3 separate regions of the Rattus norvegicus genome follow, and all the other regions are linked to region 3. A link is a contact called in public Hi-C data. All regions are on one chromosome and are shown on one strand. Each heading gives the region's core, a stretch centred on a gene start, on an enhancer-like site or on the middle of the called end of the contact. The rest is flanking DNA. Distances are from core to core; before and after follow the strand shown. Region 1 has its middle 260 kb from the start of Trnap-agg28. Region 2 has its middle 490 kb from the start of Trnap-agg28. Region 3 has its middle 170 kb from the start of Cyld.

What was found. Hi-C and Micro-C count contacts between places; a contact is called where the count stands out from the background.
Region 1: a contact with region 3 is called in a Hi-C map of liver, with 2.3 times the contacts expected there. The contact joins two enhancer-like sites. A contact is called at or near these places in 2 of 12 Hi-C or Micro-C datasets (both in liver).
Region 2: a Hi-C map of liver shows a contact between it and region 3, with 3 times the contacts expected there. The contact joins two enhancer-like sites. A contact is called at or near these places in 3 of 12 Hi-C or Micro-C datasets (kidney and liver).

The regions. Positions count from the first base shown.
Region 1 is chr19:33,838,665-33,843,519 of GRCr8, forward strand. No RefSeq gene overlaps it. Among named protein-coding and RNA genes, the nearest start is that of Trnap-agg28, 260 kb to the right of the region's middle. Within about 2 kb of position 3,222, at least 2 of the 93 cell types and tissues checked have an H3K27ac peak or open chromatin away from gene starts, as enhancers often do. A contact at or near this core is called in liver, where this site is marked.
Region 2 is chr19:33,603,944-33,608,728 of GRCr8, forward strand. No RefSeq gene overlaps it. Among named protein-coding and RNA genes, the nearest start is that of Trnap-agg28, 490 kb to the right of the region's middle. Within about 2 kb of position 3,383, at least 1 of the 93 cell types and tissues checked has an H3K27ac peak or open chromatin away from gene starts, as enhancers often do. A contact at or near this core is called in liver, where this site is marked.
Region 3 is chr19:34,371,773-34,376,296 of GRCr8, forward strand. No RefSeq gene overlaps it. Among named protein-coding and RNA genes, the nearest start is that of Cyld, 170 kb to the right of the region's middle. Within about 2 kb of position 1,614, at least 5 of the 93 cell types and tissues checked have an H3K27ac peak or open chromatin away from gene starts, as enhancers often do. A contact at or near this core is called in liver, where this site is marked.

The DNA.
Region 1 (4,855 bases), core at 1,972-4,471, 530 kb before region 3:
GATTTTGTGAATCATTTTTTATAAAGATGGGAAGTTTTCTATTTGATACAACAGCAGACATTATACAAAATCATTTAATTCATAATTTAGGGCATTTCATGCAGAAAATCTGAACAAAATTTATCTTCTAGAAATTTCTGAAAAGCTAATAAGCTTATCACTAATATAAATGAGCTCACAAGAGGGGCATTGCAAGTCCCTTAAAAGACCAAACTATTTTCAAGCAATTTAGAGAAACCCTGTCATTAGGTTGGTGTGCTAATTACAAATCATTCTAATTGATTCAATAGTCTCCCAGGACTTCCATAATGTACTAGACAAACACTTTATTAGCCAGACTGAGTTACTGTAGGTTCTTAAAAGAAAACAAAAACTTAAGCAGCCTTCCCAAAACAAAACCAAGTCTTAGACATCTCCCAAGTGCAGAGAGACCTTGTCTTCTCCCTCCTTGTTGGTGAGTGTCCATTTCAGTGTTTCAACTTTCTACCTTAATGAGTTAATATGAGGCAGAAAAGAGAAAATGATCTTGAATTCTTTCCTATATACATCTTGTCTCTACTTGTAGAAAACATCCATAGTCCATTCTTGACCAGAATCAGTGCCCCCTTTGTCTTTAACAGTCCTGCTCTCCCCTGCCATTAAGATCACCATGTCTTTACTGCCTGTCCACTTTGCTCAGTCATTATACTGTATAATAAGGGATGAGGTGAGAAGGTGCACATGTCTCAAGCCAATAAGAAAATGTGACAGGTCAACAGGAGTATTGTCCAGTTGGTTGGATGTAGGGAGTTATGATATGGGGGAGGAAACTTTCATCGGAAGTAAAATCAGCATAAAAGATGAAGCAAAGAAACAAAGATTTCCAGTGCTGTCATTTGAAGCTCTGGATTAGATCAGACTCAAAGTCATTTACATTCCTGGGATTTATACTCCTATTATTCAAGATATACCTCTTTTTCAATATTTTTCTTAGCCATCTTACATTGTATTTTTATTTCCTTAACTTTAGAATTGCATTCATATAGGAAATCCTTCAAATATGAAGAAACCATTTTCCATGTACAAATACTTGTGCACAAGTGTGTGTGTGTGTGGTGTGTGTGTGTGTGTGTGTGTGTGTGTGTGTGTGTGTGTGTTATGGTTGTTGCTGTTTTGAGATTCGAGCTTGTTATATTTACATATCTGCTCCTGAATTCGTGGACTCCAAAGATCACCTCCTAAGTGCTAAGATCACAAACAACAGCCCCCAAATCCAGCCTCACCACCTGTAAACTGCTAAGCCAGTATTCCATTTATGACAGAACTAAAGACTGGACTGACATAAAGAATCATTAGGAAAAACATTTCAAATTTCTGTATTGTCAATCCATTTAGTCTGTTCTGAGACTCCATCTACTTCTCCCTCAATTCTGGGCAACTGCTTTTCAATCTAGAATTAATCTTTGATCATTGTTACATAAGGTTCTCAGTGAATAGATAGTGTGACCTAAAGCCTCAAAGTCCTACCAAGAACCATCTCAAATACAAAAAAAAAAAAAAAAAACAGTGCAGAGCCTGATTCCAGCTTGATGAAGGGACGGGTGGCAGAGTAATTCAATAGTGCACATCAAATACTGGAAAAATATATAATTCTGTGCAAATAAATACTTCCTCTTCTTCTTCCCAAAATGAAGTTGAAATCATAATGAGCCATGAAGAGAGAGAGAGAGAACCTTCAGAGTCTGCAGCAGACACCTACAGCCACAGCCTCCTTGAAGAAACCCAATCTTGTCCTGATTCTAAAAATCATGGTCATGTTACATTTCCAGATGTCCATTCTACCGTCTGTAAGGTTTGGAGAAGACCTGCTTCTCCAGATCATAGTGACGAGACAAGGGCTTCTTTACTTCCGTGCCCACAATGGGCAGGTCAAAACTCACCCCCTTATATAAACAAAGTCTGTCTTCTAGAAGGTCCCTGAGGAGTCACAGTCTGGCAAGCAAACAAGTCTGGGAACTCTGGCTTTAATGAAATCAAAAATTAATGCTCCCATTAAATCAGCAAGTAGAAAATAGGCCAGACTCACTAGTGATGCAGTGGGCAGGGATAAATGTCCCTGGGTCATACCCAGCTGGGCCTGCCAGGAAAAGGTTCTGGAATGCCCCTATTCAGCAAGCATCACTGGTGGCTCTGAGCCTGTACCGAGAGCCAGCCAATAGTCATCCAGAGAAATCTGCCCCTGTTGGGCAGTTTAGCATCTTCTCTGGATCTCCTCTGAAGACCTAGCCTGGCCGTGTTGACCACTTACATGGTTGGATTTCTTCAAGAGCACAGATTAGACTCCTATAGATAGGAAGAAGCAGAGGGTCCATTTGGCGCTACTCATTGTGTTAGCTAAACTGTGGGGCCATGATTTCTTTGCCCTGAGCCTGAGGAGAGAGAACCTGCCGACACTCAGTCCCTGTCCAACTGCTATTGAGAAACACTGGCAATGAGATCAGAGTTCTCCGTGCAGAGGTGAACATCTCCAGAACAGTTTGCAGGACACCAATAGCAGAGATTCTCTGTCGTGGGGTGATTCTGTGTCATATGCAGTGGCATGCTGAGTGGATTCCATCATAAAGTTGGAAGGGAGAAGTGTAACGTGGGTGGATATGCCTGAGAGCTTGTGAGCAGGCATGGCTGTCTCTGCCCATTCTACCTCCAGGTTCTTACAGGATGTGAACAGCGAGTTTCGTGACAACCAGGAAAACGTTTGTCCTTGCTTTCACTAATCCAAAGGCTGCAATCTGTAAGCTGCAACAAACCCAGCTAGCATTCAACTAACCACACATGGAATTATACTAAAATGTTCTATGTCAACACAGAACATGTTAGAAATCTCACATTTCCATGTGGACTCTTGATATTTCACACTTGAATGCCTGTCATGAACAGACTTAACACCAGTGGGCTGTATTTTGAGGCAGCCTGATGACGAGGTTGAGTGGAGGTTGTCCTTTGACGTGAGCTCCGCCACCTCTGGCAAGCCCTTCAGTGCCTGGTCTGATCACGTAGACACTAGCATTTCTGAGCATCCTGCCTTAATTTCTTCAGAATTCCTTTGCTAGGCTTATCTCGTGGGTCCACATCAACAAGCCAGCCGGGTGGGCTGGACCAGCACGATGAAAAGCCACTGCACAGAGCAGAACACCAAAGTCTGCGGATGACAGAGGACATAGGTCATGCCCTGGATCAAACCTCTGCTGTCTCCTCCCCCAGTCACCTCAGTAATCAGATCCCTGGCCCCCGGTCTGTTCTGGGGGACTTACTCCCCAGCTTGGTTAGGATGTTTCTGGCTTTGTGCAGCCATAAAGGAATTGGATTTAGCAGTGTTTGGCTTCTCCGTTCTCTTACTGACAGCACTATTTAATGGACAAACAGTTTGTTTTATTTATCTGACAGGGTTTCTTCGCATTGTTTAAGGTTATCGGCCCTCTCCCCTGCAGATCATATTACAGCTTGTGCCGGCTCGACCCTCAGCAGGGTTCACTCTAAATCAGATCCTTATCATTGCCTCGGTGATAAATAGAGGCCTGGGAGCCCACAGCCAGGTTATTTATTTAGTGCCTCTGTGGGTCATGTTTTATACAGACCGGGCTTCTTGTCAGCCCTTCGAGGATCCAGCTTAGGTTGCACTCAGGAACTAAAACCCAAAGCCCCTTAAATAATGTTAACTTAACAGCTGACGTTTTTATGAAATAAGTCTGTGCAAATGTGCAGAGGAAAGGGGACAGCAGAGGCAGAGAGCTGGAGGTAGGTTTCAGTGTGGGAGCCTGGATGTGGTAGGAGGAGCAAGTTGAGAGCCGAGAGCAGGCAGGTGTGTGGGTGGGTGGGTGTTTGAGATGACGTCAGAGGAGAAAGGAGAAACAACGCTTTAGTTTTTTAGGTTTATTCCAAACCAGCAAAGAATATTCCAAGTGGAGTTTGCCTTGAAGAAGTTTAGAAAGAAAAAACACTATGGGTGGAGCACTATGCCCCTCAGGGAGCAGAGAGAGCAGGCTGAGGTCTTGCATGGCAGGGATTACACAGGGAGGGGGAAGGGGGTTATTGTTTCTGAAGAGTACACAGACAAGACCATCTGGCTGGGCTGGGGACATAGAAGCATTTGGCAGAGAGCCTCATCTGTATACTGTTATTCAGAGGCAAGGTGTTCGTGTCATTTATGAATGTCATCACACGCCATCATTTCAATGTCCGTTTTTGTGCACACGGCACTTGCGCTGCTTTGTCGAGCTGTGTTTGACATGTAACTTTGTACATTTGAAATTGTCTTACAGCATTTTGTCTTTTTGAATATGTGAAGAAGAAGAAGAAGAGGAGGAGGAGGAAGAGGAAGAGGAAGAGGAAGAAGAAGAAGAAGAAGAAGAAGAAGAAGAAGAAGAAGAAGAAGAAGAAGAGGAGGAGGAGGAGGAGGAGGAGGAGGAGGAGGAGGAGGAGGAGGCAGGAAGAGGAGGAGGAAGAGGAAGAGGAAGAAGAGGAAGAATAAGAAGAAGAGGCAGGAAGGAAGAGGAGGAGGAGGAGGAGGAAGAAAAAGAAGAAGAAGAAGAAGAAGAAGAAGAAGAAGAAGAAGAAGAAGAAGAAGAAGAAGAAGAAGAAGAAGAAGAAGAAGAAGAAGAAGAAGAAGAAGAAGAAGAAGAAGGGGCAGGAAGGAAGAGGAGGAGGAGGAGGAGGAGGAGGAGGAGGAGGAGGAGGACGACGACGACAACGACGACGACAAGAAGGCAGTAGTAGTACCAGTTGATTTCAACCTTCGAAGTTCTAAAAGGAATGAAGATCCCCCCCTTCAAAGGAATGTGCTTGGCACCTCTTCAGCTGGAATTAGAGAAGCAAGGTG
Region 2 (4,785 bases), core at 2,133-4,632, 770 kb before region 3:
CACATTTTTTTAGCCAATTATTACAAAAACAGTCTGTAGGCCACCTACTAACATTCTTCTCCTCTGAAACATCCTGAGCCAGACCAACCACCTTCAGCACCAGTATCTTCCACACTCCTACTAGGATGGCCCATTAAGCCCCCATTTAAAGCATCCCATTGCTTTCCAAATCCAACGTTCAAAATTCCACATTCCCTGAAACAAAAGCATGGTCAGGTCTGTCGCAGCAATATACCAGTCCCTGGTACCAATTTCTTAGTTAGAATTTTTATGGCTGTGAAGAGACACCATAAACAAGGCAACTCTTATAAAGAACATTTAATTGGGGCTGGCTTACAGGTTGAGAGAGTCAGTTCATTATCATCATGGCGGAAAGCAGGCAGCATCTAGACAGGCATGGTGTTGGAGGAGCTGTGAATTCTACATCTTGTTCTGAAGACAAACAGAAGCCTGGCTTCCAGGCAGAAAGGAGGAAGATCTCTCAAAGCCCACCCCACAGTGACACACTTTCTCCAACAAGGCTACACCTCCTAATAGTGCCACTCTCTGGGCCAAGCACATTCAAATCACCACATCCCCTTAGTAACCAGGAAGAAGCAAAGAAATGCTACCATCCTGTGAAGTTCTTCTGGATATGGGTCACCAGCACCCCTCACCCTTACCCCCACAATTTGATAACTACTTGGATTAAACCTCCCCCATTGTTCCTATGGGTGTCACCTGAAGCCTCTGATGACCGGCGGGATTCTGAGTTCCTTTTGATTAAAAATGCACCCCAAATAGTACTTTGCTACTTCCCAGGCTGCTAGCTCTTGAGTTCTAAAACCAAAGTAAGACACTGAAAATGCACTGACGACACCAGAACATGCATCTTCCGGACACTGGAGCATCAAGGGCTGGAGATAATCTAGAAGGGGTTAGCTCATTCCCAGCTTTCTGAAGGCAGTAATTGGAAGCAGATAGATTTCTCAAAACTCCACCAAGTAACCTAAATATGAATATGGTGGTGATGTACATAATTAGGAAAGGTCAGGACACCTGTGTCGATACTAAGAATTCAGTTTATATCAAATCGTTCATGTTGACTTGTCTTGTGTCATCGTTTCAGGGTACATGGACAGAGTTTGTTTGACTTTATTTAACTAGAGGAAAGTAGGACCTGGAAAGCTTATTTATCTTCACACTAGAGCTGTTTTATCCAAACAGTAGCACCCAGACACATGGTGCTATTCAGCACTTGAATTACAGCCAGGGCAACTAGGGAACTGGTGTGTGTGTGTGTGTGTGTGTGTGTGTGTGTGTGTGTGTGTCCAGGACTTTGTACATGATAGGCAAATGTATTACTTTTAAAAAATCATTTACAGACCCTACTTTGTATTTTGTCTAAGCTGGCTTAGAACCTCCTCAGACTCCAGAGTAGTTGGAGTTGAAGGTATTTGTTACTACATCTGACTGGATTCATAATTTACTTGATTTTAACAAACTTAACTCTAAATTCAAAAGAAACCATGTGGTTCATGACCACTGTAGTAAACTACTTGTGCGGAACCCAAAGCCAATGGCCTTGTAGCTTTGCAGACTTGTAGGGAGTAAGCTCACACTTGGCCCTCCAAATGTCTAACTTGCCGACAGGTTCCCATCCGTGGAGAAACCAGTAGTGATTTACTTCAGTGGTGCATGAGTTATCCATGATAAAACCCCAGGTTCATAACTCCATCAATGAAGCAGAGCAGAGGAGCAGAGAAGCCAAAGCAGCAGTCCCAATCATTCACCATAAAAGTCCTCACTGCCCATGAATCCTTTCCGCTGCTCAGATTTCCAGGGCCAGAGTTGATGATTCTAATTCCTTTCTCAATAATCCATGTCCTGACAATCATAACACAGAACCCTTGGGGGCTTATTTCTTACTAACCCGGCACAGAAAAATCCATTCTGGGAGATATTCTTGATGAGAGGATGGAAAAGCCATTGCCATAATTTGCTTTAGTGAAAGCTATGAAGAGCCCGAGTTTTATGAGAGCCTTAGTTGTGTCCCTTTATTACTGGTAATTGTTTCAGAACTTTCTTTGAGCAACTGCTGCAGAGAAGGGAAACTTTTGGCAGCCAGGAGTGAGGGTCAGATGGGTGGGATAGAACCTCACTGTCATCCAAAGAGATTGACATGGGAGGGAAAAAGGGAGAGAACATCCATCTCAGGTTAGTGACATCACTGGGATATCTCGGTAATGCTTGGGGTCTCCTAACGAGAGAGTATATGATAGATAGCAATAAGGTCAGTCAAGTGTCATGACTTACTGAAATCTTTGGGGAAGAGAAAAACAATTCAGAGGATTCTTGATTCTGGTTGACTAACACAATTTAGGGGTTTCATCAATATACAGGAAATACTTTCACATGATGAGGAAATGCCTTTCATGTGAGGTGGATTTTAATACCGTCAATAATAGTGGTACGTTACCAATATTACTCATGTAGACCACTTAAGTGATACAAAGGAACCAGCTCTTGTAATTCTACATTTGTAGCCCTGTACAGCACAATATGTATACAAGTAGCTTAATGAACCTGTGTTCATATATAAAACACAGATGGACTGTGGGAATTAAGTTGGGACCTTATATCTGTTTTTAGGATTTTCTTTTTAATTTCTTTTTCGAATTTCTGCACAAGTAACACGTGATGGCTGGCAACCATCAGCAACTCCAGTCCCAGAGGATTCAATGCCATCTTCCGGTCTCCTTTTGCACTGCATACGCATGTGGGTAAAACACCCACACCCATAAAATAAAAATAAATAAAATATCTCTCATAAAAAGCCAAATGCCTGAAGGTACGCCCTACTCTGTGTTCTCTGCTCTGTTTAGTTTCTACGGTGGTCTGTCAAGGATGGACTGTGATAACAAATATCTTTCTGGAAATCTGTTCTTAACTCCTAGGACAAGAGAAGCATCCTGTCCCCAAGAAGAACACATCTAATTGGTGTGTGCATAACTTCCTGTTTGACAAGGTGTTGCTATTCTGAACAACAGAATGAGGGGAGCACGGAACTGACATCACCATGTATTTACCAAGAGCCATGAGCCGTTCTTTATGGTTTCTATCTATTATCTCAGTGAGGAGCACTGCAGTAGCTCGGCAGCTGGCCTGTGCTTCGTCAACCTTCGGTACAACTGAGAAAGGAGATGTTTGGATCAGTAAGACCGTTGAATACATTGAAACAATGGGGAATGAAGAGAAAGGGGGAGAGAGCTGATTTTAAAATGCATCAGTGCCTAAATATAAGTGCTGTCTTTCTTTCTCTGCGTTCTGTTGCTATCTCCAATCTCTCTGACCAAAAGCAAACAAGGGAAGGAAAGAGTTTATTTGATTTTTATGCCTCCAAATCACAGTCCAAAGTACAGGAAAACCGGGGGCTTGGACTCAACACAGGAGCTCAAAGCAGCAACCGCGGAGGAAGGCTGCCTGTTACATTCACTTACAGGCTCAGCTAGTTTTCATATACAGACCCACCTGCCATGGCATGCCTCCACCCATAGGAAGACGGGTCCTCTCACGTCACCAATCAAGCCAATTTCCTACAGACAAACCAAAGGTCATTCTGATTCGGGCAATTCCTCCCTTGAGGTTCCCTCTTCCCTGGCCCTTGGCTGTGCCAAGTTGACAATGACAACTAACCAGCATGATCCCTCTGGCTATGACTCTTGGATCTCAGTATTATAAACCGTGGCTGAGGTAAAAATGTATGAAATAGCATAAGAAATACTAAAAAGAAATAACAAAGAGTGTTGTGACAGTGGCCATGCAAGGGCATGGGGCATGAAGGGAGGCATAGCCTCCTCTAGATGGGAAATGAAATGTCAACATATAAGGGAGTTCTAGACTTCATGAAGCAAAGGACTTGAAAGACACAATAAATAACATTTACTGTGGACTTCTCTTATCTTGCCAATAGTAATTAAGTGTGTAGGTGCTAAAGCCATGTATGATCTAGTGACCCCTCCCCCTTAATATCCTGCTCTTCCCTCAGAGATATCAATAGATATTTGGGGAACAACCGAACAAATGAGCCAACTAACTTCACATGCATTGCCCAGGATGCTCACCGAAGGCTGGAGGAGGGACAGACAAATCATGAAGCTACACAGCGGTGGGGAGGGAAGACAATAATGTGTGGATAGAAATAGGAGCACTGTGGGAAGATTTCAGAGAGCCAGAAGCTGGTCCACTTCATCTACCATACGAGAATCTTCTTTGCAAGTGGATTAATGGGGTGCATCGCCTCCAGGAGTCAAAAATGACTACTGGGGAGGAATTATCTCTAAAGCTGTTAAGTACCGGATGTCAAATCCCATCGCTACTACGTGTGGTCCTATCTGCTGAGTATTAACTCTGGCTCAAGCACAGAACGATCTCCATTTTATCCTCTGTGAAATATGGGGCATTTGCAAAAATTAAGGTTCAAATTGATACTGCAAGTACTCGCATGGGGACTGTCAGAGTCACAGTGACTCCTGGCAAGACTCTCAGCCTCACGCAAGGCTGTTGCCCTAGAGCTGAGCCTGTTTTCTACTTCAGTCTGCTTTTCTTTCTACCCCCATGTGCCCTAAAGTGCCGGTGACCCACCTGGGGCCTCTGTAATGTTCCCCTAGAGAAGTGATGAGGTGAGCCATTAGTCCTATTTAAGGCTACGGAAAAAGAGTGGCTTAAGCTTCAGAAGGGGGCACAGAGTACTACTCTTGGAAGGACAAATTAACACAGGTACAGGAAGGTTGTACACAACCCCTC
Region 3 (4,524 bases), core at 364-2,863:
AGATCTGCTGGATATGTCTACTTCAGAGTAGCTTGGCAGGAGGCAGGGGAAATGTCCGCATTCTGCTAATTGTCTCTGTAGTCTGTTGGGTCAGAGATCACAGACAAGAGGGACATGATTGCCAGAAAGGGACCCAGGGAGTCAGGAGACTTTCTTTCAGGAACTCAAATCTCTGTTCTAGTGGAAACGGCGCTATCCTTCCCTCCCTGTAGGGAGTGTCTCTCCTCCACAGCTCTCCCTAGTACTACAGGTTGGCAGTCTTTGGAGGGTACAGAAATGCTAAGCCAAAAAGGTTCCCAGTGTGGGTGACTGCTGGGGTATTTGTACATCCAGCTTCTAGGCTGTGAAGTAACCTGAAGAAGACTGCTTCAGCCAACTCTACCTTCAACCGTGAGCCACATGCAAAATACTTGACCAGACTCTGTTGGGCTTGGTCTGGTACTGTTATGTATTCAAACGCTAAATTCTGTACCCCAAGATCTGGTTGCCCCAAGGAGAGCAAATTCTCACCACACCAGCTTTGGTTATGCCAACCTTGTTCCCCAAGTTAGTTGGTCAATAGATGGCTAACACCTGTGATTGGGCAGTAGAGAGAGAGAGAGGTAGGACTTGGGGATCCAGTGGGTCTCAGGAGAGAACGGAGAATAGGGCATGACAGGAGATGGGCTGTGAGCATATGGCCAGTGGAAACAACAAGTAACAAGGGACATGTGACAGGGATGTAAGTTAGAAAAGGTCCAAAATCTACCAATCTAGACTTACAGCTTGTGAGTAAGACACCAGAACGGTGTGTGTTTTACACAAGCTAGATAGAATATGTAATTCCTTTTACAAGACTCAGCCTCTCGGGCCCATCAGTTCTCCCCCTGATGAGAATCCGGAGCCCAGAAAATGAGTGAGGATCCTTCTGGGTGACAGAATAAGAGACCACAGCAATGGAAAGAAATACCAGCTCCATAGACACCCCAAAACTGTCATCATTTGTCCTCTTATTCTCAATGCTGGAACTGTGGAACACAAGAAGACCTTAGAGAAAGGCCATTAACCAGGCAAACTGAGGCCACAAGTGGAAAGACAAGGAGCTCCAACTGGAAGGTAACTGGTTATGCACGCTTACTGAGGGGTGACTGTTCATGCCTCTCAGTCTGTGAGTAACTAGAGGATGCTCAGTTAGTCAAGGTACTTGGGGGGGCGGGGTTTGAATCTGCAGATCATGTATGGTAACCATGCTATGTGGACAGACACTCTCCTAACACCCACTGCTCAAGATGGCTCCTATGCCATTGGCATGTTCTTTCCAGACTCCCGAGTACTCCCTTCAGGTGCCAAGTCTAACGTGACCTCTTCAAATTCATAATGTGTATGAAATAAGCAGAAAGCAGCCCAAGGTGAGTCACTCATTAATCACAAGCAAAACAGGCCCCGACCAAGGCCATAGCAGGAAGCATAAAACAGAAAGGGGGAAGAAGAGTTGCCCAATCCCTTTATTTAATATTAACTACTTTATGTTTTTTTCATCTGAGTTCTGAGAATGCTTGCTTCCCACTCAATCCAAAGTCAATTGTCCTTGAGTACCTGGGTGCTAGCTGGGTGGATGGTGAATGCAGTGTGCCTTGGAAGCATGGCCCCTGAAAGGAAGGACTCACAGCTGGCAGTCCCACTTGTGGCAAGGGACCTTAGTAACTAAACAAGTTCTCAGTGACGTTTTTTGAATATGACCTGATAGGAGCAGGGGAAACCAAAAATGTTTTCAGGACCTGCCCTATGTCCTTGGAGTTGCAAATGTCCCTGGTTTGAAAATGACAAGTGTTTAGGAGTAAGGATGCCATCCATCAGTCCCACTGGGCTAAGGCCAATGCAGGCACACCCTTCCTCTGGGAGGAAGACTGAGGTATGTGTAGACTGCTCAGTTGCATTTCCCTATTTCTATCCTTTGCTCTCAACTGTATCACGTCATCGAAACTAGAGACAGGTAATGTGGGGGACCCCATTTTAGAGCATGCACGCCTTCCCAGAAGCAGGGCTTGAGGTTCTCTGCCTCTAAAGGGCAGCTGCTGCTTACAGATGGGGCATCTGCCCCCAGAGCTGCTGGTTCGTCTTGAGTAGAAGACTTGGAGTTTGGCAGACACTGCCCTTTGTGAGGCTGTGCTTCCCACCAGTCAGGGAGCCCATTGTCTCTTTCCAGCTGAGGAAATAGCTAGGCTCCAACATGCACTGATTAGTGTGTGGCTCCCTGCAAAGGTGGCAGGGCCCGACTGGTGTGGGTACGCCTCCTATGTCATTTGCACAGCATGGGAGTGCTATAATCCAAAGGTGCAATTCAGAGGCTTGTCTCCCAAAAGCCAAGATGAGGACAAGGCTGGAGATGATAATCAATGCTGACGCAAATTACCTGGTGTTTGCCGGAGCAGAATGGAGCAAAGGGAGCTTCAGGGGGAAAATCAGGTTGGCCCCATCTCCGTGGTGCTGAGGCTGGCTTGGCGGATGGGGGCTTGGGTAGGAGAAGTACTCCAGTGAATTTGGTTTGAGCATCATTTGGAAACCATGATTTATTTGCATAGAAGTCCCAACATTTCGCTGTAGCCAAATCCCTTGAGAACCTTCTAAGGTACATACCATTGGCTCTTATCCTCAGCATTTCCAAATGAGAGCATTGAGGCTGTCACGAGGGCAGCCATGTTTTCTGGAACCAGACATGATTGTGGTGCAAAGCCTGCTTGGAAATCAACTATCCCTCCACTTCAAGAAGAGGAAATTGATCCCAGGAAAGAAAGATCTGAGCCAAGGTCCTGCAGAGCACTGGATGGAAACGGATCTTTCAACTGCCTCTTCATTCTCCCTCTCTTCCTCCTTTAGCTCATATATTCATTTAACAAACATTCGTTGAGGACATGTTTTGTGCCAAGTGCTACTTCAGGTGCCAAACATCTCTAACCTTCCCTGGTAGGAGAAAGCACCAAACGAGAAGAGTGGGTACTAATCAAATAACCCCTGCTTGGAAGTTGGGAGGAGAGGGCGTGACATTGCATGGAGAGCCGTGAGTATCTTCATCTGTCAAACGGACTCTGTTTTCCCTGCTTCCCTTCCCACCTACACAGCTAGCTCACACAGGATGTTAGCAGGAAATGGACTTTTTATAAACATAAAAGCAAATTCTCCAAATGCTGGGTTTAGCCTCACTCTGATAAGCATTCAATAAATGTTTGTTGAATTGAATTGCCAAATTGAATTATGCTACAAAAATCAAGCAAGGATTAGCAAGAATTCCCAGCACTAACCATGGTGTTCATTGAGTTTCCCTGTCTGGGCAGAGAGGACCCAGGCTGGGTGTTTGTAAGAATGTACGAGCTGGGAGGACTCTAGGTACTAAGTTGGCCACACCAGCTATCAATTTTACAGAATGGGAAGTCAAGGCCCAGAGGGGGAAAAGGCTGTTCTAGATCATATATGAAGAAGGGTCAGAGACAGGAATGCCAGCTTCCTGATACTCTGAGTGACTGAAATGATGAAGAAGAAGATGGGGCCATCTTGTTCCCAACAAGCTAGAGTCTGCTCTGTGTGTGGAGAGTCCTGAGGATGGAAACATCTTCCAGCTGTTAATTAAAGTTCTATCATCAGATCAGTCCCCAAGTCCCCAGAATCTTTCACATCCAACACCATAAATGTCTGTGTCTGATAGATGTTGATTGCCCGCTCCATTTTATGGACTGGAGAAGCACCCACATTTCTCTTTGCTGAGCCACTCTCTCCCTCGCTGCTCTCAGTCCAAGAGGGTTGGGTATGGCAGAACCTACCCACTTCCAGAGAACACAGTCACATATCTCAGGCCCAGCCAATCAACTCATCCAGCTCCCTGACTGTCTTAGAGGATTCAGGGAAGAACGGGAGATTCAAAGGTGACCCAATGCCTGCTGACTTATGGGTAGAATATATCTTTTATGACTTATCGATGGAATATGCATTATTAATGGAGCCTAGGTACGCCATATGACCACACTTCATTTATTATATATAAGTACACCGTAGCTGTCTTCAGATACACCAGAAGAGGGCATCGGATCTCTTTACAGATGGTTGTGAGCCACCATGTGGTTGCTGGGAATTGAACTCATGACCCCTGGAAGAGCAGTCGGGTGCTCTTAACCGCTGAGCCATCTCTCCAGCCCCATATGACCACACTTCAAAAGAGGCTGAAAACATCAAGGTACGCCATTTTCCATTCCTATCGTCAAAACAAGAGGCCGTCCAAACGGCTGGATGAGCAAACAAGTGTTTCTGTCATCTTGTTCAATGTTGTGAAAATGTAACACTCAAGAGATTATGCCTGTCACTTGACAGGACCTAACTGTAGCTTGGCTTTTGCTACTTAGTGGGTCCTTTTTTCTTCCACCCTTCTCCACCTTTTTCCTTGCACCCTTTAGACTCCCTAACACTCAATAAGAGAAAAAAAAATGGGATAGAGAAGGAAACAGAGATCCCTGAATAAAGTCAGGGGTTGGAAAGGGGCAATAGTATCATTAGACT